Regions from separate parts of the Zea mays genome. Here all the other regions are linked to region 2. The links are chromatin contacts, called in public Hi-C maps. All regions are on one chromosome and are shown on one strand. The core of a region is the stretch at or near the end of the contact, and the rest is flanking DNA. Distances in the headings are between cores, read along the strand shown. Region 1 holds the start of LOC103641859 (cytokinin oxidase11). Region 2 holds the start of LOC100278127. Region 3 holds the start of LOC100505456.

Evidence for each region. A called contact is a pair of places that touch in the nucleus more often than the background predicts.
Region 1: a contact with region 2 is called in a Hi-C map of tassel, with 5 times the contacts expected there. The contact joins the promoter of LOC103641859 here to the promoter of LOC100278127 in region 2. A contact is called at or near these places in 3 of 25 Hi-C or Micro-C datasets (bundle sheath, ear and tassel).
Region 3: a Hi-C map of bundle sheath shows a contact between it and region 2, with 4 times the contacts expected there. The contact joins the promoter of LOC100505456 here to the promoter of LOC100278127 in region 2. A contact is called at or near these places in 6 of 25 Hi-C or Micro-C datasets (bundle sheath, ear, endosperm and 3 more).

What each region holds. Positions count from the first base shown.
Region 1 is chr10:134,369,223-134,372,980 of Zm-B73-REFERENCE-NAM-5.0, reverse strand. It overlaps LOC103641859 (cytokinin oxidase11), which reads right to left and starts at 2,238. Exons shown (of 5, transcript XM_008665170.2): 1 at 1,230-2,238; 2 at 915-1,042; 3 at 556-822; 4 at 152-420. The coding sequence starts at 1,830.
Region 2 is chr10:133,609,425-133,613,008 of Zm-B73-REFERENCE-NAM-5.0, reverse strand. It overlaps LOC100278127, which reads right to left and starts at 1,511. Exons shown (of 3, transcript NM_001151505.2): 1 at 1,356-1,511.
Region 3 is chr10:134,441,674-134,445,071 of Zm-B73-REFERENCE-NAM-5.0, reverse strand. It overlaps LOC100505456, which reads right to left and starts at 2,128. Exons shown (of 6, transcript NM_001198539.2): 1 at 1,564-2,128; 2 at 326-489; 3 at 132-229; 4 at 1-42. The coding sequence starts at 2,035.

The sequences.
Region 1 (3,758 bases), core at 989-3,488, 760 kb before region 2:
ATGAACGAATACTCTACTGTACTGTATAGCACGATGAACACCTTTTATTCATGGCTAAGCTATCCTTAATAAGCCACTAACTAGTTCATGCATGCAACCGAACGTGCCTTTTTTTAAAAAAAAGGGGGAAAAGAGTGGATGTTGGTCACACCTGTTAGCGAGGAGGGGGTAGACGAGGACGGGCCCCTCGAACTCGAAGTCTCCCTGCGTGATGGTGTCCATGAGCAGGTCCTTGAAGCGCGCGACGCCATGCCTGGGCACGAAGAGGTTGAGCCAGGGGTGCGGCACGTCCCAGAGGCCCCGGCTCCTGAGGCTCTCCTCCTCCATCCGCACCCTGTTGAGGAAATCCAGGTAGGCCACCTGCACGCTGTACGCGTGGGGCCTCAGATAGCTCAGCTGCCCCGAGACCAGGTCCACAACCTGCAGAGGAAAATTCGGAGGCCACAAGCCCGCCGGTCGTCAACAATGGCCCTTCGCGCGGTTTACTGTTGACGACGCTAACGCGACTGGTTGCTGTTGCTGGTAGGAGTGGTATGTAGCTGTTGAGAGACTGACGTGATCAGCGGCGGAGTCTTGCTGTTGGAATTCATGCACTGCGAACTCGATGCAGTAGTAGTGGACCTTGTTGCTGCCGGCGCCGGAGGCGAAGTCCGGGCTGAAGTCGACCTGGGCGGGGAAGGCGACGGAGGAGCTGCGGAGGGACTGCTCGTTCAGGACCACGAACCCCTCCACGTAGTCCACCAGCTCCGGCATTGAGACCAGCAGCTCCTGGTCCTTGGTGAAGGTCTCGAAGCTGTCGTAGAAGGCCCTCACCCATCTCACCTAGTGATCAGTACCGCGACCAGAGGGAATGAACTAATTATCGCGACCAAGCTGTCGTAGAAGGCGTGTGCATGCATGTGTGTGTAGTGTACCTTGGGCGGAGCAAGTTGCAGCGGGATCCTTGCCCTGGTTATGATACCGAACTGGCCGAGCCCACCAAGAACGGCGAAGAAAAGCTCCGGGCTCTGGGTGGGCGAGCATGTCACCACCTCCCCTGTGCCTGCAACCGACGGGACAAACAACACATAAACAACAGAAAAGGAACAAAGGAAGCTTTCTTAGTTTCTTTCTTCTTCCACCAAAGAAAGCTAGAAAAGAGACCAATCAGGCGGGTGGCAGATGGTGCACACGTACGCGAGCAGCGAGGCCGTGCGCAAGTGCGTATACGTCCGGCATAGCGTAGGTACCTGTGACCACCTCCAGCTGCAGCACGTTGCTGATCTGCGGGCCGTGCTTGAACGCCTGCCCGCTGATGCCGCCGTTCGACAGCGTCCCGCCCACGGTCAGGTACAGGTAGTCCGTCCACGACCGCGGCGCCAGCCCGGCCCTCAGGCACTCCTCCAGCACCTCCACCCACAGCGCGCCGGCGCCCACGTCCGCGTACGCCGCGCCGCCGTCCCCGTCCCCGTCCCCGTCCCCGCGCCGCACCACCTCCACGAGGCGCGGCAGGGCGCGCGTCTCCACCACAATGCCGCCGCGCGCCTGGGCCTGCCCGTGCAGCGAGTGCCCCGCGCCACGCGCCGCCACGGCCGCCTTCGGGCGGCGGTCCGGCCCCGCGGAGGACAGCGCGCTCAGGAGCCGCGCGATGTCGGCGGGGGACCCGGGCTGCATCACCGCGACGGGCGCATCGGAGACCACGGCGCCGAAGTCGTGCGCCGCGGAGGGCGTCGGATCCTGGAGCGCCACGGAGCCCAGCACGTCGGAGGGGCTCTGTATGAAGTTCGCCGAGGAGCAGAGCAGTAGCGCCACGGTGGCAGCGTACATGTACAGCACCTTGTTCAGCTCCATGTGGCTAGGCTAGCAGTAGCTTGGAGTTGGAGAGTTCACAGGGGCAGTATGCGCATTTGGTTGCCGCTTGCCGGTGGTCGGGACCAAGCTAGACGTACGGGAGAATAAGGTGGCGACGTCCCAGTCAAGATCGATCCCTGGGTTCCCACAAGAACTGTGGACGGATGGAACAGGGAGGGAGAAGCAACGGAGATAAGAGGCGTGACGGGGCAAAGACATGAAGCTCGCCGAGGAGTGCGTTTATTTACACATAGCCGGTGACCGGTGTCGTCGCTGCCGAGGCCGGGCCCCAAGAATCTAATGGAAACCGGGGTCGGAGTACGCGGGCCCGCGTTTTACTTGGCTTCGCAATTCCGTGGTGATCGCTGATCTGGGGATATACTAAACAAGAAACATGTCTATATTGGACGAGTGCCATGGAATAATCATTAGATACACTGATGCTGATGCTCCGCCTCCTGCACGCTACTGGAATAGTAGTATTGAATATTTGAATAAGTAAACAGCTAAATTTCATACACCGTGTTTTTAGGGTACATTTGGTTGAGGAGCAGAGAGGAATGGAACGACTCTATTCTTATTTTTTTCATATTTGGTTTCCAACAGAGGAGAGCAGAGTGACTCTTGGAATATATATATGACAAATATTTAAATGCTCTCGCTCCACCAAAACGACGGAATGCGAGTGCTCTCGCGGACGTGAGCGCTCTCCTCCCTCTATTCTACTTCACACTCATATGGCTCTCCAACCAAACAACGAACGTAGCGGTTCCACTCTATTCAACCCTTGAACCAAACAAAAAATGGAGCGGTTCCGTTCTGCTCACCAAACACAGAATAAAATGGCTCAATTTCTAGAAACGGAAATGGAGCCGCTCCATTCCAGTTGACTCCTCAATCAAACGCACCCTTAATTTCCGCGGAGACCAGAACTAGACTAGTCTCTTCTTCGCTCATGGTAGCTGTTGAGAAACCCTAATGAAGGGTTATGTGGGCAAATACCGAATATGCCCCTGAGGGCGATCACGTCTCTATATATAGAACATGTACCCCCTCACATGGGATAGAGATCAGAAAGAGGCCAGAGGCCCAACCCTATATCATGTGTCTCGTGTGTTTCCACTGTCGTGCTTATGGGAAGGGAGACGGGTTCTCTACAGCTTCTTGCGCCTCTACTGCTGACGGGAGGGAAGGGAGCGGATCTGGTGATCCGTGGTAACGTAGTTCTCAACACGTTATCAGCACTCTCTACCTCGACGTTGCTGCGGCGAGATCAGATCTGCATCAACTCTCTGTCAAGTCGACAGGTCCCCGGCCTAGCCGAACTCTCCTACGCGAGAGACTTCGATTTTTCCTCTACGAAATAGATCGGTATGTTTAATGTTCTTGATACGGACTGTGATCCATGCACGATAAACTACCATCGCCGATGTGCTTCTACGCACGTGCCAGCTAGCCCACGTCGGATGATGTGCCTGTGTCGTGGTCGTTCATGCCCACGCGCCAGAAGTCGCGCACGTCTGCTAGAGGAACCCGTTCTGCCTGGCCGATGCGTTTCCCACCATCGCGTACCAGACCCGCTTCGCGCTCCGTACTGGCCCTTGCAGCTTGATCCGTTGCAATAGCGAAAGAGGAGAGGCTGTTAAGCTTCTGGTCAAAGCGGCACATAAAAAGAGGAGTCAAACCAAAAAAAGAAAAGAAAGGGTCGTGCGGGCATGCTTGCATGCGTTCAGAAGCGTTTTGCAATTGGATGGCCTATGTGATTGCATGCGTTCAACAAACGCGTTTTGGTGTATTTTTCTAAGCGCACACGATTAAACTACCAGAAAATAAACGGAAAGAATAAAACATTTTATGTTTCAGATTCCACTTTAATTAATTATTTCCAGCAGTAAATAATTAGTAGAAAAGTACATGTTTAAATACAG
Region 2 (3,584 bases), core at 262-2,761:
GGGGGCCCTACTTTGCATTTTAATTCCATTTTCCTGGGCTGCTCTCCTGTTCCAGTTTGGAAAGAAGTGGGGGCACACATAGTACATTGTGACAACAGCTGACTGAAACAGCTTCCGGAACAGCTCATAGAGTTTTCAGATGGACATGGACTTCTCAGATGGATTTCACAAATCACACCTATGAAGACTTGACTGAACTGAAGGGTGATTGGGTTAGGAATGGGGGCACATGAGGAACCGGACCGGACAAGGGAAAGAGGGGAGGGACAGGTGTCTCTCCTCTCATCCATCAACTTGCAGAGGCAAAACGAAACCCGTTAGTTGATCCGAGGAGGAAACTAATAAGAGCAGGTGTACTTCTCTGTCCGGGATATATTTATTTATTTATTTCTAGAGCGAAGGCATCCGTCTGGGGCCCTCCGTTTCAACCCAAGAAGTGAAGGGAGCTTTGGGGTTTCTTCCGAACAGGAAAGCAAACCCGAAGAAGGTGCAGCATTCCGTCGCCTAGGGAATAAACCAACAGGCAACCGGAGCAGGACGAGAGGAACGGCGGAAGGCAAAATAAAGTTCTCAAAGGTCATGCCGATCAACACCAGAGGCGCATGCGATCCGAACGAACCGCTCCCAGCAGAAGACGGAGCGATACCAGATCCCCTGCATTACCAATCCCAATCCCAGTGAGCTCCGACTCAACTCAAATCCGACGATCCCTCGTCTCACCCCCCAGACAAGAAAACACTGTAGATGTGAAGGGAATTTAGCCAACGACGGCGATAAGATGAGATAACCACCCTTGTGTCTTCACAGCGGCGAGAAGCTCGAACCCCCAGACTGAAAGGGAGAAAAAAGTCGCTTCTTTCTCCAATTTACTCGAAACCCCGGCCGATGCATCCGAAGCAGCAGCTCGATAGTTTAACATCCCCTCCAGAAAACAAACAGTGCCTTGCTCTACTCCTCCTACCCTGCCTTTACTTTACTGTTACGGTTACGGGCGGTGGCCCTTATTATTACCCTAACGATTTCCCATCATGCGGGCTCCGCTCAAGTTTCAACCCTTTTAATCCATACAGCAGCAGTTCACCGACGAGTCCGCCGTTAGATTAGATGATGATTGTGTACAGACACATGGCATGAGTATATATATGGATACGTAATGGGTGCCCGCGTTTATCACCCAATTTTATTTTCCCCCGCAGCTGTGATTGCCGCCGCAATTTTATTACCGAAAGATCCAAACTGAAGCAAAGGCTAGTACTGCCGCGCTAAGCTAAGCCAGAGAGAGAGAGAGGGGGACAAGAAAATAAAGCAAGACTGCAAGAGGAACGGAACAGGGCAGGGCCCGGGTGTCTGTGTACCTCTCGCCTCGCCACCAGTTCACCGCCTCCTGCGATGCGCCGCTTGCGGGACAGCGCCTGTAGAAAGGGAAGGGGAGAGGGCAGATTCTTTTGCTCGCTCAATCGCCTACGGATTTTACAGACCCCCCGTGGCCGTGGGTTCGCTCTGCGTGCGTAGCCGTCCATGTCCGCTGGTGTCCCTTATATAGGCGTGGGCGGGCCAAGGATCGAGTTCGGACTCTATGCTGCTGCAGGTGGGCCCTGCCTATGTTCGACTTGTTAAAGCGGACTCGTCATAGCGAGATCTTCTTTGAGCCCCCTGGTTTAACGGTGCCTTCGGTTGACTCCTTGTTAAAGCGGACTCGTCATTATTAGACAAAAAAACATATATTGGCACCAAAAACTGTGCGTGTTCCTATTTGGATGAAAAGAATAAAATATACGGGTGAAGCCTATAACTGAGAGTGAGAGTGATATAAAAGTAGCGGACTAAAACTAAAGTGTCATTTGTTTCAGGAACTGTAACGTAAATGACAATGATAACGATTCGCACTCAAGTGACAGTGATAACAAGTTTGAATAGTCAAGTATCTATTTTTAGTGTAGTATCTAATTACGTTGGACTTAAACAAACATGTTTTAACGTTATCTATTATCCATCATGTTACAATTATGTGAATCAAACAGCTTCTAAGGTGTTGTTTGGTTCATATATCTGTAACGTGATGTTTAACTGATAATGTTAAATCATGTTTGTTTAAGTCTAACTGTAGTTATATACCACACTAGAAATTGATATCGGCTTATTCAAACTTATTACTGCTGGTACTAAAGTGTGAATCATTGTCGCTGCCATTTAGGTTAAATTTCGTGAACCAAACAACACCTAAGAGCATCACCAACACCTAATAATCTATACCCATTATCCAATGTCTAATGTCTATATATTGGGCTCATCCCAAAAGTCTAAATGCCCCCAAAAAACATATCCAACTCCAACAGCTCCTTAAAAATGTCCCAATACAAAATCAATCATAGGGTTGGCGCTGGCTCGACTCTAAATCTGTACCACGAGGCTCTGGTTTTGAGGCACCGAATAAATTTAGAGCACATATTAGGAGTTGTTGGACTGTGCTTTTTACCTTTGCCTCTAAATTATTGTTTTGAGAGTGTCCATTGAGAACCGTTGGAGATGCTCTAAGGTGTTGTTTCGATTCACGTGTTGTTACCGAAATGGTAACGGGATCCCTTGCCGGCGGTAATGGTTACTTGATGTAATTAGATTGCATAGTAGTACCTGGTACTACTGGAAAGAGGTCAACCAAACAATAGTATCGGTCTCATTACCCTTGTAATCCGTTTGTGTTACATTTCGGTGAACCAAACACCACCTAAGTGTAATGCATTGAACCAAACACCATCTAAGAGTAATGCATATGTTTCTTAATAAGGTATTTTGGTTTGTTAATAAACTAGTTAGTTATATGAGGAACTTCCTCCATTTCAATTCATAATTTGTTTGATTTTTAATCTAAAGTTTGTTTGAACATCTCAGTTTTTAAAAATAATAATTATTATTATTAACTTTTACTATAATATCGTTTATCATATAATATACTTTTAAATATGGCATTGATTTTTCTTCATTTTTCAAAAAAAATGAATAAGATAGGAGATTTGCACTTTAGGAGAGGACAAATATGTTTTTTTAGAAAATGCTCTTTGCATAACTACTCCTGACTTTCACGACGAGACATCTTCTATCAAAGGTGGACCGTGTAAAATAGAAGATGTGTATTATAGATGACACTGTTTACAGAGTGAAGTTTGAAATAGAGGATGTCATAGAGGAGTTGATGGGATAGCCTTACGTCTCAACATATTTATCGTTAGGTGCTCTGACCTAGGGATAGCGTTACGTCTCCACATATCTATCGTTAGCTGCTCTGACCTCTATTGCTCGTCCATGAGTTCGTGCCACTGCTAGCAATAACGTCTTCCTCTGCAAAACAAAGATACACACCATATGATCCAATCTAATAGTACATCCGTCATGTCATTGTTCATATCGTTTAATCTAAATAGTATGTGAGTCCTGCTCATACTAATATTTTTATTGTTATTTTTTCATCTAACTATTATATGAACATTGTTCATACTAGTATCTAAGATCGTCATCATCTTTGTTTTAGTTTAAATTTAAACATTGTTTATTTACTCAGCATAGACCAAGCGAACAAGCACATCGGG
Region 3 (3,398 bases), core at 879-3,378, 830 kb before region 2:
AAGCTCATCAAGAAGAATTTCCCCAGAGTCTTCACTTGTTTCCTGAAACATATAATCGGCGCATTCAGTAACATTGCTTTGCACCTAGTGCCACACAGGTTACAGCTAAAAACAACACCAAGATAATTTACTTTGCAAGCTTGGCACCCTCTGGCGTGTGGAAACCGTTGATGAGATAAGCAGTCGCCGTGCCACTAGGATACGTAAGTTTGTAGTCGACGATCATAACCTAGACCAGCGATGTCAGCTGATGATTAGTTGGTCTATGCTGTACAGCGACGCTACAAGAATATTAGGCAGCACAGAGACGAATCGAAACGTTTACCTTTCTCAGAGGCACAAGAGCAAATAGGCCAATGAAACTGACAAGGAAGAGAAACCCTATCATCCATCCGATGTGAGGGTTTTTGACATTCTGAGGATTGTCAGCCTCTGTTGCTTGCTTGGCGATGGTTTCGCTCATGCCAAACAAGTATGTACCAAACCCACCTGTCAATCAGAATGGATTAGTACACAATTTAGCACATCTCTTTTCACAAAGAGACGATGGGAGGGAGACGGTGACATTGCTCCTGCCTCCCCTTGATAAAAATATAGAAGGGAGAAAATGAAGAAAAACATAGCATCAATAAGTAACAAACAATGTTGCTTTATTTTTTTTTTCTCAAGCAGAAGGCAAAAGATTTGCTGTGGTATTAATAGAATGAAGCGAAACCCAATTTATAAGAGAAACCGGGCAAAAAAAAAAAAACAGTGCAGAACACCCTGCACAACTTGGTCAGGAGACCTGCACCAAAATTAATTGAGGGAGTTGTAGCACATCATTCGCAACAAGAAATTAGTTGTGCAACCGCATAATATATTAAATATGTCCCCAGACATGCTAATTAGGCAGAAAGCAACACGATGGTCGATTGTAGTTAGCCTTGCTTTACAATGAACTAGTCCAGTTAAAAGAACAACTCAAAAGAGTCAATTTTTTTTTAAAAAAAAAACTGTAGCCAAACAATAACAAAACCTGCATGTTGCTTAAACATCAACAAAAAAAAGAGTCAGGTGCGCTTGAAATACATGTAGCAACGTCACATCCGTGGGATACATCCCATCCCATCCCATGGCATTAAAATAATTAAGATCACTCGGAGTCTCGCCGTTCTGGATGCTAGGTCGTGTATTTCAGCTCGAGGTTGTCTGAATTCAGACGTGCTTCGAGTTAGATCTTGGCTTGCGTGTACCATCTTGATAACGTGTTATATAATCATCAACATGCTAAAAACATCTTCTTCTTTTTTGTGGTAACTGGCTGCGAGATTTTTCCTATCGAAGTTGACCCCAATACTAAATTGTTCGCCATGTTCGTGACGCCATGCTTCCTACTCTACTCGTATGCTAGGATATAAAGAAATCTCACTGCAAACCATTTACAAAGTGGTCATACAGTATCCCCTCAAAGGGGGGGGGGGGGGGGGGGGGGGGGGGTGCTCATACAGAATCACAAATCTGTGTACCAGACGTTAATTATCTCGAGTCCAAGCAGAAGAAGAAGAGGAGGAGGTAGCATACCGCTGAAGGCGATGTCGTAGGCTGCGACGACGCAGGTCTGGATGACGGTGTTCTCCTGGCGCGTGAAGGGCTGCCTGAGGAGGCCAACCCTCTCGATGGCGGCGGTCCAGAGGCGTACGAAGAAGAAGCCGAGGAGCCCCGCGGAGACGTTGAGCGAGGGGATGATCCCCGTGGTGAGGTTGAGCTTCATCACGATGACGCTGAACATGATGGCCAGGAAGAAGCTGACCACGAAGGCGCGCACCGTCAGCTGCTCCCGCCACGACGGAACCGCCTGGTCCGCGAACGCGCGCTCCACCGACAGCGCGTTCCCCTCCCCGTCGTCGTCGGCGGCGGCGGCGACCCCGTTGTTGGCCTGGCCCTCCTCGCCGCCGTCCTTGGCAGCGCTGTGGCGGTGCCGGAGAGTGCTGGCCTCCTCCAGCGCCTCCTCGCCGCCGCCGCCGCCGGCGGCTGCGGTGGTATGCGGCGCCATCTCTGGTTGGGCGGCGCACTGTTCAGACTTTCAGAGTTGTAGCTTGTAGCTCTAGCCCTCTACAGGCAGAGCCAGAGCAGGCCGTAGGCTGTGTGGACTGACTGGTGCGCGGGCCTTCGAGGTGGTGCCAGTATTTATCGTGGATGAGGTTGGGTTAGGAATTTGGGATGGTTCCTGCGCGTGCGTGCGGGTGTGAGGTCCACACACTGGGGCCGTTCGTTTTGAATCGGAGGACAGAGATGGCGTCGGGTAGTGTGATGCAGGCTGGTTCACATGCATGGCGTTGACCCGCTGACCGCGGTTATTTGCGTAAAACAATGTTTCTTTCTCTCTCTCTCTCGAAACGGTTGGGTAGTGACAGTGATGAATGATTTTTTCCCTCTGTCTCTGTTGATTGGTGAGATGGCATTGTAGACGTAGAGGTAGAGTATTGCTCCTACTTCCAATTATCTTCATCAGTTTGTTGGATGTTTTGTGCCAACTTTCGTGGAGTCAGAATGTCTGATCGAAGTGTCTGCCTACCTGACGTTGGCCATTGTGAAGTACCTGTGCATAGAGTGAGACACGGGGGAGAACTCGGTATGACCGTATGAGTATGACGAGACATGGGCGGCGTCCATCATATTTCAAGTCTCGCGCGTAATGCGTCTACTGATCGCTGGCGGTCTATCCCGTATTCCCGTTCAACTGTTCACCATTGATTTGATTCTGAATAGCTTCTACAGACTCGATTCGCTGAGACCTGAGAAAGACCGGGCTGGTGGTTTAGGGCCCTTGTGGAACTAAAGTACTCCTTCCGTTTCTTTTTATTTGTCGCTCCGTTTCTTTTTTTATAGGCTCTAGTTAATATCATGGTTTATAGAAACAGGGACGGACACAGATTCGGGCCACTCACTCCGTGGGTCGGGACGTGATCTATATACCTCCATTAATATTTATTGTTTTTAGATTAAGATGTATTGAAAAATATTATATCTAATCTAATACATCACCTCGGGACGTGACCGGATCCTTTATCCGTCCCTTATAGAAATACCAGAGTATTCTACGTCATAATGTGTTTCGTTGCATTTCTAAAAACTATGTTCTCAAAATCATAATATTCTAGATATGTATCATGGTATTTTGTGAGTATGGAAAACTTAACTTACAATATTGTATCGTCCAAACAATGTTTCCAAAAACCCCAAGTGGACTTACCCTGTCGTTTCAGGGCACGCAACGGTAGCAACTTCTGTTATGAGGGATGCCACATTCGCTTAGGCCCTGCCTCACCGGTCACCATTGCTTGGTGGCCAGTGGCCTCTTGCTTGTTATAGGCAAGTAGGGCTTACCAATTCCTATTGCTGGCTAATTTCGAGTC